2 separate regions of the Arabidopsis thaliana genome follow, and region 1 is linked to region 2. Evidence: chromatin contacts called from public ChIA-PET data. All regions are on one chromosome and are shown on one strand. The core of a region is the stretch at or near the end of the contact, and the rest is flanking DNA. Distances in the headings are between cores, read along the strand shown. Region 1 holds the start of AT5G35320 (DBH-like monooxygenase). Region 2 holds the start of EGY1 (Peptidase M50 family protein).

Region 1 (2,700 bases), core at 45-2,544, 34 kb before region 2:
GTGCTCTTGCTCTTGCTGCTGTCCTTGCTGAGGGAAAGATAGACTGGTGCTTCCAGTATCCTCTTCTATCTCATTGGATGCATCATCCATTACCACATCCTCACCTGTCTCATCCAACTCAGTAATCTCTAGTGTCCGCGGTTGTTGGAAGGTTCCTATGGACTGTGAGTAAGTAGACTGAGACGGATTCCAGCAAACAACAGCTTGACACTTGTTTAATCTCTCATCTTCATACTGATTATCATCAGCTATCGATACATCGCGAAGAAATCTATCTGCACAAGTGTTAACATTCAGAATTTAGACACAACCGTCTGTATTTAGTCAACATTCTGGATCACAAGTTAAAGGCAAACAAACAAAACGAACCAGAACAAAATCTGACACTAAGACACAGCAAAATCCTCATAATATCTATGATAATTTCCCAGTTAACATGACAATCTGTTCAACATATAAAACTATATGAGCTCATACCATATAAACTAGATTATCTGCACTGTTTACTGAAACTTATGGAGATATCTCAAAATAAAGAAGATACTCTTAACTTATTGAGCTAAGACATTGTTGTGACATAGTAGTTTCTAAAGTTAACTTACAAGCCCTTTAACAATCATAGACTGAAACTTATCTCATTACTAAAGAAAGTTCAAAAGAATCATCACTAATACACTTCAACAACAACGTTATACCTAATCATGAACCATTGCTTCAATCACAACATGAACAAATTGATGAAAGTTGAAAGAAACTTACTCTTAAACCCAGAAATCAAGTGTCGATCAACAAATACGTTTCCAGAAGAAGGCTGATGATAATGAAGAGGCTTAAATAGAACAATTGCTCTCTCATCGTTAACCGGCTCAAGCTCGATTTCTTCCGCGACCGTATCTTGCATCGGTAAATCAATCTCTTCTTCCTCCATAATCGGTGGCAAATCCACATCCTGAATCAACATAATATAACACCAATTCATCATCATCATCATCATGAAGACGAATTCTAGGGTTTTCAGCAACTCAGAAAGAGAATTTACCAGACGACGAATCTTCCTGGCGGGAGAAGAGAGGGAAAAATCAGAGAAGTCATCGTTTACTCTGTCAATATCTTTCCTCTTCATCGACAAGCGCTCGTTCTCCTCCATTCTTCGTTTGTTCAACGGCAAGTGAAAGCTTTGAGCAGAGACAATAATAAAATTCTGGAGAAGTTAGGAGAAGCGACATGTATAGAAGAAAAATTGGTATTTCTCAGCTTCTCTAGAGGAATCCAGAAGTCTGAAAGAATAAAACTCTCTTTCATGAATTTTTCGGTTTTGTTTTTGGTATAGAGATTTCCGGTTTGGCTTATACCAACCCAACATTTCCATATTTGTTTTTCTTTTTTTTTTGGACAAATTTAATACTTTCATTAAAATTAAGCCTCAAAACTCTATATAATGTAGAGTGTTAAGGAAAGTGCATAATCTGATTCTCCTTCACACGTCAAATTCCTGTAATTGAGTTCTTCATTAATGTCTCAATATTCTCTGTAATTACTCTAGCTAAGCCTTGGGCTGTGTATATAAGTTGTAAGAATATCATTCAGTGAAATATACAAGAATCAATTCAATAACTCTTCATATGGTATCAGAGCAAAGATCTCTAAAAACCTAACTTTTTTTTTCCCCGAGTCACCATCTATTCTTCTTCTCTTGTTTCATCTATCATTCAATGGAATTCTCAGTCACTGCCAATCATGCATTTTCACGCAACAGGCAAACTCTTCATACGGAGGCGCCACTCATTCCTCCTGGCTTTTCACCACTACGACAATTTCCAACTAGGTGTCAAATTTGTGGTGTCTATGGGCATGGTGCAAAACGATGCACCCAATTACACGCTTTAAACCAGTTACCTCAACTCCATTCTGTGCCACAAGCACACGCTGCCTCACCATGGCTACTCGATAGTGGAGCGACGCACCACATCACATCTAATTTCCAACATCTCTTTCAACATCAACCCTACAATGGTCATGACGCAGTTACCATTGCTGATGGTTCAAGATTATCAATAACTCACACAGGCTCTACGACGCTGCCATCATCTGACAAACCTCTTCTTCTAAGACAAGTTCTTTGTATCATTCAGTGAAATATACAAGAATCAATTCAATAACTCTTCATATATAAGAGGAGGAAAGAAAATACAAGATAACAAAGCAATCATATATGTGAAAGTTGGTCAACTCTCTTCATATAAATGACACATCATCACACAAGAAAATGACATGTATCATTCTACATTAATTAATTAAAAAACTAGTAAAACTAATTGAGAAAAAATCAAAAGTCTTTTGTTGTGTTAAATTCTCCATTAATCTCATCCTTGAATGAATTTTCTAAAAACATTAATAAATAAAAAATCATACTAATGTATCAAGTACTACTTTCATTCTATTCTACTTATTTTATTAAAATTTTTTATCAATAGTCATTAATCCATAAAGACTAAAAATTTACTTGTATTGTATTTTACATGTTTGCTACCTAACCTCATATTAATTTAGTAATTTTAGTTAGATATTTTTTTTATTATTACGTTTTGTAAATTTGATTTATCATATGACCTTCTTTCTGTACATTTTTGTGAGTTCTGATAACTTTGTAACATTGATATACAATTTTTTCACGTAATAGTTATCCAAAACATTAGACAT
Region 2 (2,700 bases), core at 145-2,644:
TTATTAAAATTTAATAAAATAATATTTTTAAATATTTAAAAAGTATCACTTAGTAAAGTTTATTTTTTACTTTTTAGACAAAATTTTGTTTAAAAATATTTAAGATAATAATTATTCTTAAAATTATTAAATACATCAAATTTTAATTTATGATTTTTTTTTCTGTTTTAAGTTAAAAACGTTTTTCAGTTATTCTTAAATTTTAATGAGACTATTTTAGTAATTTTGTATATTAAAAATTAATTGTTTAAAAAGAAAAAAAAGAGAAGGTATTTTTCAAATGAAAACTCAAAAATAGGGCATTTTTCCAAATTTACTCTTTAATAAATCTGAAATTAATAAATAAATAGAATTAATTAATAAAACAAGTCCCGGCTAATTGAAAACAAAACTAAATTCCGGTTAAGAATTAAAGAAAGCTAAATATAATTAAACCAAACAAGTCCCGGCTTATTGAAAACAAAGAACCAAACATGTTTTTTAGGCATCATCAAAATCACTATTTAGGATCGTAACCGAACCGTTTCTAAACCGTAACTGTAAAATAGATTAGTAGGATTAAAAAGATATACTTACTGTAACTTTTAATTAACAGTAACAGTTTCAAACCGTATAGTTAAAACCTTTAAAATATAGTTGTATTTGTGTATATACAAAGATAAATATCGAATATTCCGATTTTTTTATTTATAATAAAAGTAAACCATACCACATATGAAGAAATCTATGCTAGAAAAAGATAGTTTTTTTTCCAAAGAAATATGTAGTAATGCTACATTGCTAAAAATCAAGATATTTTTGCCTACAATATACTTTTTCATCTTATTAAAGTACTGGATACTTGAACAATTTCTCAAAGTGAGATTTTAACCTCAAATAAATTGTATGAAACCGGTAAAGATAACTCGATGTAGACCTCAAATACTGGATACTTGAACAAATTACTTTTTCATCAAATAAATGGAGATTTTGCCTACAATATACTTTTTCATCTTATACCCTAACCGGTATGGTCTGTGCACGAATCTTTACGTACAGCTCTTAAAAGAAAGTCCAAAACCAACATGACAGTCTGATCATACATAAAACATTCCCTTTATGACTTAACCACTTGACCATCCATCCTCGCTTGGCTAAGTTTCTTGATTATTTCACTTAGTCATGACTCATGACTTATCCTTCGTCATTCAACCGATTCGAACTAAATCACTTAACCATTTATTTGAGGTGATTGATGATTCAATAGACCGGTATCGATATCGTGGAATATATGTGTCAATTGTATGAAACCGGTAAAGATAAACCGATATTTGAAGCCAAAGATAGTAAACCGAAATCAAAATGGCCAATGAAACCGGTACAAAACCGGTAGAAGATAATCCAATCTTTAAAGCGCTCCCACATAAACGTTTCCCTTATCTCTCTCTCTCTCTCCACTCCAATGGGGACTCTCACCAGCGTCGCTTTTGCCGCTGCCGTTAACATTAGATTCCGATCATTTCACCGGGAAAACATTAAGACAACAATTACAACTCTGCCCAAATGGCAAAAGAGACTCTGTTTCTCTTCTACAGAGGATTCTCATAGATTTAGGATTGCAAAGTGTTTAGGCAATGACGAAAACAGTAACAGAGACGACAGTATCGGAGAAAACGGAGAAACCCACAAGTCTTCGGTTGTTAAAACGGCAACGTTTGAAGAAGAAGATGAAGAGACAAGTAAGAGTAGCTCTACTACTAGCAGCAGCAACGAGTTCGGTTCCGACAAGACTTCAATGGTACACACACACACAATTATCTCTGACTTATGTTCTGTTTTGTCCTGTTTGGTGGTTACCAAAATCAAAAGCAAATCTTTTTAATGGAAAATTGAAAACGTTGAGTTCAAGGAAGGGACTGTAACACATTTTATGAAATTGCTCGATTTCGTAGGTTGTATTTTGGTTATTAGTATCAATCTCTTAAACACTGTGTTACTAAGAGTACAAGTTTGTGTCTTTTTCCTCAGCCATCAACTATTGATCCAACATATAGTAGCTTCCAAATAGATTCGTTTAAGCTAATGGAGCTTCTTGGACCAGAGAAAGTAGATCCTGCAGATGTCAAGTTAATAAAGGACAAACTTTTCGGTTATTCGACATTTTGGGTGACGAAAGAAGAGCCATTTGGGGACCTTGGGGAAGGAATTCTCTTTCTTGGGAACTTGAGAGGAAAGAAAGAAGATGTTTTTGCAAAACTTCAGAGAAAACTAGTTGAAGTTGCTAGTGATAAATATAATTTATTCATGATTGAGGAGCCTAACTCAGAAGGACCTGATCCTCGCGGTGGTGCTCGTGTTAGCTTTGGTTTGCTTCGTAAAGAAGTTTCGGAGCCTGGACCAACTACACTCTGGCAGTATGTGATTGCTTTAATATTGTTTCTTTTGACTATTGGTTCCTCTGTGGAGTTAGGAATTGCTTCTCAGGTACATGTTTTTCGCTAAAGCACGAACATCATGATGTCGTTGATCTGTTATTCTTTAATGCAATAATGGAAGTTACTTGATTTAACAGATTAACCGCTTACCTCCTGAGGTGGTAAAGTATTTCACCGATCCAAATGCTGTTGAACCACCTGATATGGAGCTGCTGTATCCATTTGTAGATGCTGCATTGCCTTTAGCTTATGGTGTATTGGGAATTCTTTTGTTTCATGTAAGTAA

The links. ChIA-PET counts read pairs in DNA pulled down with a chosen protein or histone mark.
Region 1: an H3K4me3 ChIA-PET map of shoot shows a contact between it and region 2, with 12 read pairs. The contact joins the promoter of AT5G35320 here to the promoter of EGY1 in region 2. A contact is called at or near these places in 12 of 26 Hi-C or Micro-C datasets (callus, cotyledon, leaf and 4 more), 2 of 2 datasets of contacts at active chromatin or transcription factors (seedling and shoot) and 1 of 3 other capture datasets (seedling).

Annotation. Positions count from the first base shown.
Region 1 is chr5:13,520,340-13,523,039 of TAIR10.1, reverse strand. It overlaps AT5G35320 (DBH-like monooxygenase), which reads right to left and starts at 1,294. Exons shown (of 3, transcript NM_122923.3): 1 at 1,040-1,294; 2 at 760-949; 3 at 1-275. The coding sequence starts at 1,147. It also overlaps the pseudogene AT5G35310.
Region 2 is chr5:13,486,288-13,488,987 of TAIR10.1, reverse strand. It overlaps EGY1 (Peptidase M50 family protein), which reads left to right and starts at 1,394. Exons shown (of 10, transcript NM_122913.4): 1 at 1,394-1,777; 2 at 2,008-2,463; 3 at 2,552-2,692. The coding sequence starts at 1,442.